2 separate regions of the Bicyclus anynana genome follow, and region 1 is linked to region 2. A link is a contact called in public Hi-C data. All regions are on one chromosome and are shown on one strand. Each heading gives the region's core, a stretch centred on a gene start, on an enhancer-like site or on the middle of the called end of the contact. The rest is flanking DNA. Distances are from core to core; before and after follow the strand shown. Region 1 overlaps LOC112050707 (mothers against decapentaplegic homolog 6). Region 2 holds the start of LOC112050707 (mothers against decapentaplegic homolog 6).

Evidence for each region. Hi-C and Micro-C count contacts between places; a contact is called where the count stands out from the background.
Region 1: a Hi-C map of whole body shows a contact between it and region 2, with 3 times the contacts expected there. The contact joins the enhancer-like site here to the promoter of LOC112050707 in region 2. A contact is called at or near these places in 2 of 2 Hi-C or Micro-C datasets (whole body and whole larva).

Annotation. Positions count from the first base shown.
Region 1 is chr10:1,872,232-1,879,356 of ilBicAnyn1.1, forward strand. It overlaps LOC112050707 (mothers against decapentaplegic homolog 6), which reads left to right. Exons shown (of 5, transcript XM_024089045.2): 4 at 3,751-3,935; 5 at 6,096-7,125. The coding sequence ends at 6,440. Among protein-coding and RNA genes, the nearest start is that of LOC112050522, 20 kb to the right of the region's middle. Within about 2 kb of position 4,445, at least 8 of the 8 cell types and tissues checked have open chromatin away from gene starts, as enhancers often do.
Region 2 is chr10:1,832,357-1,839,893 of ilBicAnyn1.1, forward strand. LOC112050707 (mothers against decapentaplegic homolog 6) reads left to right here and starts at 1,809. Exons shown (of 5, transcript XM_024089045.2): 1 at 1,809-2,155. The coding sequence starts at 1,891.

The DNA.
Region 1 (7,125 bases), core at 3,195-5,694, 43 kb after region 2:
GCCTGTAATAAAGAAGCATTGTAACCTACAAAATAAAATGAGTGCAATTTAATATACTAGCGGACGCTCGCGGCTACGTCCGCCTTTAGACCTCCTTAATCCGGCCCTCTTGAAAAATACGTTCTTAGCGGACGTCTACTAATTGTAAACTACCTCCCTGCCAAATTTTAATTTTGTACGTCAAGTAGTTTTTGAGATATCGTAATGAATTGATGAATGATGGATGAATCGTGACCTTTCGCATTTATATATTAAAATGCAAAGGTTTCTTAAGAAAGTGTTTCTTATAGCCAAGTTATATACAAAACATTTATAGGATAGGCAGTAGTTTTATGTATATAATATGCATTACTTTATTTATTTTCGTAGCAATTTACGAATATTTCCAATTTGTTTATAACAAATCTTATAAGCAAAAATAGTTTCACCTAAACAAAAGAAGATTTACCTAAGTTTGATAAGATGAATAAATTCCTCGCAGATCCATTTATCTTGTCAGTGATAAAATTGTTTTTCAATTGAAATACCAAGTTCAGTGCTCATAACATGATAAAATTTGTTTTTGAAAAAAAAAAAATTGTTCTGCACTGAAAAAAGGAAGAATACTGAAAGACAAGGTCATTATGTTAACAGTCCATAATAAGACATGGCGTACCTTCTTATAGGAGAGGGGATATGAAGCATTATGACGACCCACCACGTTGTTTCAATGAGGATAGGCGGGCTTTAAATTTTTTAACGACCAATTTTTAACTTAGCTTGTTTGGTTGAAAGCGCTAATCTCAGGAACTACTGGTCCGATTTGAAAAATTCTTTCAGTGTTAGATAGCCCATTTATCGAGGAAAGCTATAGGCTTAATATTACTTGCGTATTCCTACGGGAACAGGAACCACGCGGGTGAAACCTCGCGGCGTCAGCTTGTATCAAATATTGCCCGGGACGGACGATCCAGAGATATGGAAGTGTAACACCGCACGATCATCCCAACTCGAAATTTCTTGAAAGAAAAAGAAAGACTCAGTAACCCAGTACTTTGTAATCCGATTACAACATAACCTATCCCTGAATCAGTAAGGCAGTTAATAATTAACACATAAGTATAATGTGTGATTTTATTTCATCATTATCAATCCATATTCAGCTCACTGCTAAGCTCGAGTCTCCTCTCAGAATGCAACGGGTTAGGCCAATAGTCCACCACGCTGGCCCAATGCGGATTGGCAGACTTCACACACGCAGAGAGTTTAGAAAATTCTCTGGTATGGAGGTTTCCTCACGGTATTTTTCCTTCACCGTTTGATACACGTGATATTTCATTTCTTATTTTTTATTTAGTTGTCATGTAAACATAATTTGGATATACTAATGCTAACTTTATAGACAGTTTTTTTATTCAAAATTCATTTATTACAGTTAGGCTTAGTTTACAAGCACTTTTGAAAAGTCAGGATTATGTTAAAATTAAGGTAACGAGGAGTTATCTGTGGAAGATCAAGTATCTTGTTCCGTTAACTAGTACAGTAAATCGAACCCTACCACCGCGTGGGTGGTAGGTACAAGGCACCATCCACACTCCACGTGGTGGTATAACCTTGACGATCGATCGCCGCCCGCCCGGCCGGCGCCAGTGGTAGCATTACACTCGACCTACCATTTTTCATGGGGCTAGACAGACAGCTGATGGTATAGTTTTCTAGAACCTTAGTTTACCTAAACTTCCAAATCTTTCTACTTAATTACTCTTATGAATAGAATTGCTGATAAATACTAGAAAAGGGTTTGATCGACGGTGATGAAATATAGCATATGTCACTCGCTAAGAATGTAGCTTTCCATGGGTACTAGAACTTTTAAAATCGGTCCATTCGTTTCAGGTCAAATAAACAAGAAATCTTGCCTCTGTAAAATATTAGTATTTAATACATCTCTATTTCTTAAATTATTTAATTGAAGGATGTCTGGAGGAGATCGCTTTTAGCGATAAGACCGCCTTTGCGCACTTTACTTTTCTTTTATATCTTTATTTTTTGTGCAATAAAAACTTATTCTATTCTCTATGATGCCGTGTACAAATCGACATCCGGATCCGATTTTCTATATCTGAATTGTCTAGGATTCGGATTGGATTCTAATCGGATGCTGTGGGGAAAGAGCCTAAATTATTAAATTTAGCTTTTTAAACCGTGAGATCATCGCAGTTTTTCCCGCTTTCGTTATAGTAGTTAATTAATATTTAATGACAATCAAAAAGCTGGCAGGCAGGTTTTATTAAGTACCGTATACATCGTAAAAATATTAATTTTTCTTCCATAACCACGATATGATATATTAAGAGATATTTAAAGAGTAATAATATTATATGGAAGTGAGTTTGTTAGTACATGGAACCGTATATTAATAAATCATTCCCATAGTATTCATTCATATTGTAGTTTTAGAAGTAAAATCTTTATATTTTATTTATCTATAAACATAAAGGGGAAAAGTTTGTACTTGTAAGGGTAATTTCTGGATCTACCAAACCGGTTTTTGAATTTTTTTTTAGTATTTCCACGAGAAAGGTAATCACGCGGGTAAAACCGCGGGCGTTGGGTTGTTTTTCGACATAGGCACAAACGAGTAGATACATGAAATGTTTCAAGTTGAGCAAAGTCGGATTGCATAAATGTATTGTCTTCCGCAAAGATTTTCATGACCGCTATCGAAGGAATAGCTTATTGCCGTCTGTCTACCACGTTTTTTTTGGTCGAACGAATACGTGGTGGTTTTTTTTGGTATGAATCTCTACGGTTCGTAGAATCTGACATATTTACCAAGTCTACTTATTTCCTGTGGGCGGCAGGTTTTCTTTAATTGCCAAAACCCTAAAATTAAAAAAAATACAAAATTCAAAATTTCAGCTTATCAAGTAATTTTACACAGTTTTAATAGTCAACGTACAAGAACTTCAGTCAATCTATAATTTTGAATGATTAGGTATGATAATGTAAAAGGTCGTCTATGAAATTTTCCGGGAAACGTGAAAATTTGGCCGGCGCTGACACCGGGCCGACAGTCCGTCAGTGACGCGCCGTCGTCGGCCAAATCCGCGCCCCGACCAGTGATGTGATGTAACGCGACCAAAATACGCAACTATACACAAAATTTATATTTATTTTGCTATTATCCGCGAAAAGCCGACGAACCCATGCGAGTACGTCACCTAGGTCCGACAAAATACTCTCTACGTGCAATTGCACGTTATAGAGTCAACATTTCCTGAGGATGCTCCGGTTTCGGGGTGAAACGCCATCTAATACACAAAATTTAACCAATACTACGAGTAGGCACACTTAAAAATCATGTTTACGGCCTTTAGACCTTGGCCTTGGGACTTTTTTCAAGGATTTTCAAAAAGGTTAATCGAGTCTACCGGTGACCACAGTTTCTTGCGTATCATTGGCCTCTCTGCGGTAGAATCGAAAAGGATGTAGATGTTCAGACATCTAAAACCTTTTCGATTCCACCGACGATGACGCCGATTGTAGATTTAGACTCCCGAGAAACGTCCTTTATTATCGATTGACAATGTTATCCAGGGAACACTTACGGAAGTAACGCAGTATCTTTGCCAGCGGACACGAGGTCCTAGATATCTTAGGTTATCCAGACGTAGGTTTCAACCACGGTCACGGAGGCGTCCGGACTGATACACTGATGGTGTTGATATAGAAATCTTGAGGTTCTAATGTAGCCTTCAATTGTTACAGAGCGGCAGAGCTGGGAGACCGAGTGGTGCAGGCTGGCGTACTGGGAGCTGACGCAGCGTGTGGGGCGACAGTTCAGCGTGCGCGTGCGCGCTGTGGACGTGTTCGGGGGAGGGGGCGACACGTGCGCCGGCAGGCACGGGCTGTGCGTCGACGCGCTCGACACCAAGGAGCCGCAAGTTGAACAGGTGAGGACCCTGCAATAGCCGAATACTCGAAACAGTTCCCGAAAACTTAACCCACTCTAACCAACTAGTTGTTGACGCCTGCAACTACCCCCCAATCCCAACGCCAATTGTAGATTTAGACGCCCGAGAAACGTCCTTTACTAATATAGCGACTGACAATGTTATCAAGGGAACACTTACACAAGTAACTACAGTGACTTCGCCGTCGGAGACGAGGTCTTCGATATCTTACATTATCCTGACGTGGGTTTCAACCACAGCACAAAGCAAGCAAAACAACCTTCCCGAACCTTCCGAGTTTCTGAGAATCCTTTCTGTCTTTATCCTGGTCTGTCTTTTAAGAATCTACATTAATTTAAATTGGCAAGGTAGGAGGAAGTATTGCCAATAGACAAGCTTATTTAAGGTTCAAAAATTATTGTAATTCCATTCAGACATTACAATAAACCTGCTACACAGCACGGCTAGGCCGTTAGCGCAGCGCAACACTGCCAAATTCGCAAATTCGCATTACGTGCTTCGCATCACATCAGCCCCTGCCTTGTGCCTACGTGAGCGCCAACATGGAGACCATATTTGCACTCGGCACAATCTCCATTATCAATACGTTCGTAAAACGTTTAACGATGTCCACTGTATCAGAAGAATCTCTTTGCTTTAATTATTACAATTTTGATAGAGCTGTTTATACGCACTACGAAGTTACGGAGTGCTGTGGGAAACTTAAGTCAACTTATCCTAATAGCTATCGGAACAAATCATGCCCACGTGGAATGATGGCAAGAATTCGGGCTGAATTTGCGCGTTGGACAGCCAGGCAATCCTTTGCGTAAAAAATGAGCTAGCCTTTTAGAAGTCAGTTAGAGACAATGAAACACGATGAAATTGTGAATAACGTGGCTTACGTGGGTATATCTTCAAGTCAACATTACCATAGACTGCATCTTTTACCATAAGTGGATGCTGCCAAAGGCCTTTTGTACGGAGAAGCATTTTTAAACTGACGTCAATTGGGTGTATGAAGTTTACCATGGCATCGTCGCTCCGAAACTAGTGCTTGGGAAATGACTTAAATGCTGATTTTTTAATAGAAACACCACAAATTTTCCTCTATGTGATGGAAGAAATTTCTGACAAAATCTTTCTTTCTCTCTAGCTAAACTATTGGATGTCGAATGTCTGAAAACTGCACTAGCAAAATTGTAATGAACTTTCTTTTTCATTAACTTAAGAGTAAGAAATAGTAAGTCTCTTACTCTCAAAAGTCTATAGGACTTTTTAGAACAGGAAAGTCTCCCGATATTTGTGTAGAATGAAGAGAACAGGCCGAAATAAATCAGCATTGGATTGAGCGCGGTATACGTTATGCGTTGCATCTGCGAGTATGTAAATTGATTTAGCGGCGAGCAATCGGCATACAGATAACCCCATACGATAACTTTAGATACGTGCCTACATACCTACGCGAGCTATACGCTAATCATTTACTAATAGACTGGTTTATACCTACTTGTATTATATTCTTGAGGTCTTTTATACGTAATAGTCGTTCGTATGGCGAAATTCCATGAAAAACATTTACACTACTCATCAAAAAAAATCGAAACAATCCGCCTGATACTTGCGGACTGTTTCATTTTTTTTACGAGAAGTATATTATCAACTCACTATAGGTACCTCGTTCACCTAATAATGTGAAGAGTCTGTTTGTGGATCTGCCTAAGAACATTCTGAATATTTTATTAACATAGCATATTTTAAACTAACTACTTTACCCAAACACTAAACTCCAATGACTCTCTGCGCCACCTTTAATGTCTTTGCAATTTAGTAGGAGGTAAACAACAATTAGGGTGAGGCCAAACGAGCGTAATTTTGTATGTTATCAGTCGCGTAATTTCTGCTGCATTCGGTTTCATACAAAAGTCCAGTTCCTGCCACGCGGCGTCACAAAATGAGTTGTGTTCTGACTTACACGCGAATTTCTGCGACCGAAATTACGCGAGTGACAACTCACAAAATTACGCTCGTTTGGCCTCACCCTTAGGCTTTTCAGTGCAGGTTGCTCAACAACATTTCTTCATCTCAACGTCCATCTTTAATTATTAAAGTATTTTATTTTCATTATTAATTAATTAATGTTAATTTCCATCGTTCCAGGTGCGAAAAACTCGAGCGAAGATTGGCCTAGGTGTCACACTGTCCTTAGAATCTGATGGCGTCTGGCTCTACAATAGAAGCCAAGAACCCGTGTTCGTCAGCTCCCCCGCGTTAGACGCTGCTGCTGCGAAAGCTCTTCTTGTATGGAGGGTTGCACCAGGACACTGTCTCTGCATCTTCGACCCCTCGTCGCCCCCGCCCGCTGTGTCGCTACCCCACGTGGGGCCAGTTGACCCCAGATCTGTGAGGATATCGTTCGCGAAAGGCTGGGGCCCCAAATACTCGAGGCGTGACGTCACCGCCTGCCCCTGTTGGCTCGAAGTCCTGCTGGCGCCTCCGAGCTGACGCTAAGACTTTTAAAAAATAAAAACAGGCTTGTGATATTGTAAATGGAAATGGACCAAAGTGATTTTTTTTAATTGTCTAATGGACCTCGATTTGTTGGTGGACTGTTTTTTTGATAGTGACATGCGTTTTATAAAGGTTAGTTCGTATTGGTGAATCCTTTCGCGCGGTTTCATAACCAAATTCTTGGGATTTTCCTAGTAATATATCTAGTATCACAGATGTCTTACATTTAAATTAAATACAACTAATAAAACAGACAATCTGTATGTCGTACGAAAGTCGCGCAGAAATGTTGTCCATTGAGGACTAACCTTTATATAACTAAAGTCGTTGGCATTTTGAACTTTTTTCAAGTGACGTATAGTGGACCGTGTAACAACCACAGTTGTGGCAAGTGGTTGTTTTTGTTTATTCTCTTTGTTATAAATAATCTCGTAAATTATTTGGATGTCATCTCTGTGGTTCATGGATATTAGTTTTATTTGAAAAAAGCTTAAAAACAGAAATCTTTGTACATGAAACAAGCAATTTAATTTATTAATCCAATTTCACAATTTTGAATTCAAATGCATATAAGTCACATACATATAATTTCAAAATGGTGAAATTCACATTTTTGAAATGAACCATAATCCACAGTGGCGACATTAACGGTGTAATAAATAACTAACTGTTATCAAAT
Region 2 (7,537 bases), core at 559-3,058:
GATGCTGATAGAGATTTAAAATGCGTTTAATATTTTAAAAATTTCCGGGAATCGAACCTATGATTCACGTTAGTAAGTGCAACGAGACACAGAGATGCAGCCCCACAACCGTAATATTAAGATTTAAATGGGTTTTCAAATTCCCAATTTTCCGGGAATCGAACCCGTGACCACGTTGGCAAGTGCAGCGAGATACAGAGATGCGTTATCGATGGTGATAATATAGCTTGTTGCATGTCGCCGCGCATTCCGCCTGCCGCTGTGCCATAGAATATAGAGTCACAGAATTGTAAGTTTAGTGTAAGTTTGTACCTATCGGGTAAAACTGAGTTTATAAAGAATAGAAACAATACCATTTTCTCGAGGATTGTGCAACCATTTGTCTTGACTTTTTAGTAAAACCTGGCCTGAGAAAACCAATTTGCTATTAATGCACAATGTAATGAAAACTAGAGAGGTAGAGTCTAAATGCCCTAAGGATGGTTCAGTTTCGGTGTGAAACGTGCGTAAAGAGTTTTTGAAGTAAAACCCCGTCATTATATTACACCCGTATTATCATGTACTAGTACAGGTAAAAAAATACAGGTTGAATAATCTCCTTTTTAGTAAAACAAATTTAAATTCTTATTTTGGTATGAAAGCGGTACATCAAACGTCTCGGACGTTAGAGATTTAACTTACCCAAATCTTTACGCCAGTTTAATTAGAGGGGAAGGGTTATATTGCTTAAATTAAAAAAAATATGTCAAATATCGTTTAAAAAATTAAACAACCGTTTAATTTTTTTTCGTTTCGTTTCAATCGTTAGGTACAATTCGTTTGTCTCTCAGAGGCAATAGAAGTTTATCCACAATAGTGTCCTCGGCGGGTCAGCGTAGCGTGTCAGTGTGCGGTGGCGCCGCACGCACACACGCGCGCGCACCTGACGCCGCCGGTGGCGCCAGCCGCGCCTCGCCCCGCGCGACCGCCTGCCCCCCGCCGCCAGTTGCCAGCGGGGTAATCTTGCCGAAAATCAGGGAGATTTACCCTTACTGTATTAATAAATTTTTAACTAATTTATACGTGATATTTTGAACTTTCAGAGATTCTCTCGTAATAATTATAATAAATGATGCTTGCTGTAGCTATCAGTCAGTTAGTCAGTGTATTTCTTCAGATCAAATGTCTGAATCAAATTAGCTATTTTACTTATTCTTGTTTATCTAAATTAATTTTGTACTTAAACTTTGGGAAATATTGTATTGCTTTTCGTTTCTATTTGTCTTTTGAAAATTTGATGATATTACAATATTTAAATTGTGGCTCGTACAACTATAATACTGTATTGATTTTCATGCGATCTTATAAATATAGATACATTTAGTTAAACTTATGAATTTGATATTTGAAGAGTCACCAATGTTTCATAATAATTTATTTAAACGAATATAATAATATGTATTACTATTATTGCTTACTTTTGGTAGGTACCTCATTAACTCTGAGAAACTTAAGTCTTCAATAAAATGCTGATTGTTTGTTATATTTTTGAAACTTAGTTGGTACGACAACTAACTAAACTGGCTGCTGTTTTATATCCTACAGTCATAATTGTCGTCTGGCAAGCGAGCAATAACATTAACAACACAACATCCGGGCACGTGTGTTTGCTATTTATCGATTGAACAAGGCGCCGACAAGGGCAGATGAGCGGCATTAGACTAAAAAAAAAAATAGAAAAAGTGCAAGTGTCGGTGGGGTAAAGTGGGTTCGCGCAGGTGTCGCGGCGGACGGCGGCGGCGCGCGTGTCGCTCGGCGGCGAGTCGGCAGTCTGCAGGCCGCACTCGGCGCGCGATGATGTGTCGGCTGCGCTGTGTGAGTCGGTGGAGTGTGTCGTGACGCCGGCATGTGATGTTCCGGCGGCGCGCGCTGCGGCGGCGGCTGGCGGCGGCCGGCGCGGCCCCGCTGCCCGACGAGCAGCTGCGGCGGCTGGCGCGCGCGCTGGACGCGGGGCCCGCGGGCGCGCCCTGCGTGCCGGCCGAGCCCGCGCTGCGCCCGGCCGTGCTGCGCGCGCTCCGCCCCGACCTGCGGGACCCCAGCGAGCTGCGCCGCCTGCCGCACTGCGAGCACCACCACTGCTGCAACCCCTACCACTACAGCCGCCTCTGCGAGCCCGGTACGTGACAGCGATCCCGCGCAACAAGTGCCGTAAACATGTGTGCACAGCAAAAGGGCAAGAACCCAGAGCTGTAAAGTTATTAAAAAAAAAATGTGCTTACTATGAAGACGTGGCGCGTATTTTTAAAGTGATGCGTCGAAATCGAATGCCGCGTTTCAAAAGTAGTCTTTCGTTCGTAGAAACTAGAAAGTAGGATGAGTATGTGATGAACTGATAACAAACCTAACCTATTTGTGTTACACTGTTAGTCGCCGAGCTCTCCGTATAGTGGTTCCATGTTCACAAATGCTGCGCTCCGAATGTACATCCGTAGAAAGTAGGATGCGTGTGACAAACTGTTGCTAAAACCTAACCTATTTGTTGTTCTGTCAGCCGCCCATAGTGTTCACGTGAGTCCACGTTATGCACCGGTATCAGTATCGGGCGTTATCAGCTATCAGTGTGGTTATCGCCACTGTTTGCCGCTGTATGTCATCGTTACGTCGATTGCGGCAACATGCACTAACGTAAGCAACAGTCCATCCCCCGGTTGTAAACATTGCCGTTCGGCGATCTATAAATAGTTCCTGACATCAACGGTCGTCTAAGATCGAGTTGAGTGCACGTCTTAACTAAATTCTAAAAGGTCACACGCATTTCCAAGTAGTCAACTCATCAGTATTCCGTCCGTTCCACAGATATCAGTATTACCATTACCAAGTAGATAATAAAATCTGTAAGAAAAATCCACAAATAGGAATGTTGTTTTACAAATTCTCTACTCCTGCAAATACAGGATGTAAAAAAAAAGTAGAAGTTGTAATAGTACCTACAAACAGTCAGTAACGTGCTTAAGGTGGTCGATCAGGGTATGCACTAGTGTGAAACATTAACCAAACGGAAAATCTGCATTTGATAAATATTTCAAGAAAAACGTCTTTTAGAGTATATTTTTCAAATGTCTTAAATATTTCCTGTCTAACTAGATCTTATCTTATTTACACACTACAAGATTGGTTAATTTCTACACACATAACTAAGTTAAGAACTACACAGAACTAGACATAAGATTATGGCCTTAATGTGGCTGCATTTTGTGATATATCACCAACGTTACAGAAGCGTATTTTGGGTGGGTTTTTCCTTGCAAAATGCTAAATAAGAGACTACGATTTTCCACATAACATCAAGGAGTTATTCCGTCTTTGTCCTTTAAAAAAATATAGTTTCAGCCCCGAAACACAAAATAAAGAGTCTTGACATACAGACAGGCAGTCAGACAAAGTAAAGTAATTCTGCTATAAGGATTCCGTTTCATCCTTTTGAGGTATAGAACTCAACGGACATACTTTGGATATTGTCCTTTGCTAGTACAAAAGGGAGACAATTTTAAAATTGAATTGTAGAGTCAATAATCTGAAGATAGTTTTTACAAAGAACATAAAACAATGGAGATGATGACTAGAATGTATCAGAATATACTGATTTTTATGATACATTCGGGCAAATAATGATACTCCGAAAGTAATGATCGCAGATACCCTGTTGCTTTTACAAAATTGCTTTACTATTAGCATACTCTTCATTTATATATACAATTTATATTTGTCATCATCCCTATTGTTCATAATGGGCTTCAAATTAGAGCCTGCTTGTATTCGATGAGATGCAGCTGGCAAGTGGCAAGATTTCGTGTGGGCTCGGTATCGGTGTGGAATGCGCGCAGGAATTTATCACTTTTACTTGGCGCCGGGCGCCGCCCGGAGGTCGAGCGGCTTCGGTGTTGGCTGGCGGCTTTGTTCCTTACGACTGGGTGATGATAGGTGGCTAGCACTTCATGCACTGTCAGTGGTGTATGCCTTGGAGGGGCCCCGTATCAAAATTAGTAGGGGTAGGGTTGCCAATTTTTTTTTGAGATCTCTTTTCTAAGGAGGTAAATAAAGAGTATGGACTTAAAAAAGAGTATCAATTATTTTATATTTTTAAAAAGGTATTTTTTGTACTTTTTGCAGCACATAAATTTATATAGATCAAGAGCTCATTTTTAATCAATTTCAATGAAGCTCTGTTTCTCTCTTCTCGCCACTTCACATTCATGACAATCATTGAGACGTTTGACGTAATGACATTAGTATTTTAGATTATAGAGTACGCTTACATGATATTATAGAGTAAAATACTCTTTCTTAGAGTACGGTTGGCAACTGGCACTTCATATATGCATTAAAGTACTGCATACCCTAAGAGTTGTCTTCTTAGTGCATATTAAATACAGATTTTTCCAGTTTGCTTAATTTGATTACTAGTGCATACCCTGATCGACAACCTTATGCACGCCACTGATGACGAACATGACTACGGAGTCGTGGACTACGAAACTATTAAGGGCTTTTACCCGTCATTATTGAGGATGGATTACATTCGGTTCAATTTAGGGGTCCGTATTTCGCTGTTCGCTAACGCGACACATTCCAGCGGGGACGGCTCCGCGTACCAGCGCGCACGGCCGCACGCTAGTCGCAGTCGCTAATCTGCGAGGGTCATTCGTCCGATAAGTAGCAAGGTCACGGCGCCGGCGCCGGCCCGCCGCGACGCCCGGCGCGCGCCGCCCGTTAACTTTTTAATTTGTCGGCTTTGTAGCCGTCTACAGACGTGCCAACTATGTCCGGACTTGGTTGGTCGGTTGGTAGCCAGTGGCGTGCACTTCATATATGCGAAAATGCGCTGCTTGATGACTAATTAACTTATATTGGCAAAGCTTAGTTAGTTAATAACCTTGTGCGGGGCCATTGTACCAACTAATTGTGTAATTGCAGTCGTTGTATTTTGAGATGTTCGTTTTTCATACGTTTAAGACCGTGCTTTAGATCTTTTTTGGTATAATACTGATGGACGTCTTATCATTTGAGCCAATTATCTTCTCATCGCTGATAAGATAGAGACTTAAAGATGTAAGTCTAGAATCTAAGAAGTCTAGATCAGAAGTAGGCTGTCTAGTAAAGAGTTTAAAATTTGCAGTTTGCATCTTTATTACCAGCTGCCTCCATATTCTTCATAGTTGCCTTCATCATGATAAGAGCATGAGATGACAGTTAAGCTTTATAAAATACAAAAAATACACTTGGCAGTCACAGTTTCTTATTAATCATTATTTTTAATCATGTTGGAGTACAGACAATCGTAAAGTTAAATGTTAAATGTTGCAAATGAACATATAAGAGTCAACATCTACTGAAGATGTACCATTTGGAGAATAGCAAAATGAATCAATTATTTACTGTTCATGTTGTGTTGGCTCTCTTGTTGGCATGTGTAAAGAAGCTTAAACGCCACATGCATACAGTTTCCTCGCTACCGACCTTTGCGTTGAACCTTCCTGAATTTAGATTGAGATTAAACATGTCCATTACTTATGGCAATGTCAATAAATTGTTTTCCGCAGTTGAGTAAGGAAACGTGGAAAAACTTGTCAACTGTAGTATACCTTATTGGTAAAATTTTCCATTATTAATAGTCATATTTTAAGTGGTATAAATCTATTTTACTAACACAATTATGAGCCTATTGAAGCTTGAAATAAATAAATTATTATTATTATTATTATAATTCACCTTTTCAATGTACACACGAATACAAAGAGTTAGCAAGCTTTAATTTCAAAATTTTGAAAATCTACGACTATACTCGAATAGCGGTGAAAACTTAGATTTGTATATCTAGGTTTTTCTCTCTACTACTAAAGTTGAGCTATTAAAGTGTTTTTCATATAGCATGGGTACCGTGACAGTGCGTTTCACTCATGAAAGTTTGCCTCGATTCATGATAATAGTACGTATTATGAACGTCATAAGGCACCTGTCACCGTACCCATGCTATATATAGAAGTTTATAAAAAAAACCTAATCGTGTCTATGGTTTTACTAACGACATTTTACTTAAGATCGTCAAAAATAAAAATAGTTTCTTAAAATAGCTAGTAATTATTGAAATGGCGCTAATTTAGTGTTGTGTAGAGATTGATAGTTAATATTGTATGTTTGCTGGCTTTCTTCTTAATTAATATGCTAACACCTACGTAGTGTTTGTACGTACCGGTACGTGGGAGGCTGTAGGCGACGCCGCGTGAGCCTGTGTCACGGACGTGTTACGATGTTACCAAATTTTTATTTATTTTGTTTACACTTTCAAGTTTCAAACGGTCTCATAAGAATACGCGCCTACATAGTTTCAATGATAAATAAATATTTGCTCACATATATTTTTTTTTAATAAAACAGTACCTAACTACTTACAAAATGGAATAAATTTTGAGTTGAAAAAGTAGAGTTTCAAGAAATAAGAACTCGTATTAGAAGGAAATAAACCTTCCTTAGAAAAAGTAAGTAAAATGTCTAAATGACAAGTGCCATTAAGTTTTGTGTAAGAATGTATAGAGTAAATGTAAGTTACATAAAAATCGGTCAAATCGTCTAAAAGTTATGACAGGTGAAATGTAAACTTAGTATCTACATTCAAAGGAAAACTATTCTTTGTAATTCTTATGCCAATTTGTCATGAAAATTTGTTAATTTCTGACATGAAAAGTAGTTATTATATTCGTCTGCTGCCCCCGAGTAGATAAGACCAAAAAAACCCCCTTTGGCTCGACGACTAACATCTTGATTTAGTCATAGATTCACATGCACAAGGAGTAAAAATGTTTGATATGCCAGTTCAAACAATGACTTAGATGTTACAGATCCTTTATGGGTTAAGTTTTCTTTACTTGGACGCTACTTATCTGGGCTAGTAGGTAAAATATAAATATTTACTTCACCTACATCTAGGAGTAAACTGAACTAATCACCTTCCTCTTATTATCACAAAAAAAAAACAAATTACAATATTTTTTTTTCCAACCTAAAAAATGCTCTGGATGGGCCGGGCCCCCTGATTACATTTGCTACAGGCCTCGCGGCAGGTTAATCCGGCACTGACAGTATTCTAATTCTAATACGATGCCAACGGAGTGCAATTCGTACTAGGGTAGAGACAAATGCAATATGCGAACAGGAAATGCTGGTTATCTTTTCGGCTCGCTCGTTAAAACTATATCGATTCGATACACTGGCGCCTGCTGACTAACGTACGATTAATTATTATTATTTTCATTTTTACCATTGGATTGTGCAGTATAGAATATCGTAAAGACGAAAGTTTGGATGGATATTCATTGTTCATTCACGGTAGAAGCTGAATGGATTTAGATGGAATTTAGCATTAGTTAGATATTTTAGATTGCTCAGTGCATCCGATTGATTTAATTATTTTTTTTCTATATCTGAATATTACCTATACATAGCAGCGGCGAAGGATGATATTTAGACGAGGTAAGTCGCTCAAAAAAAAAAGAAAATTCAT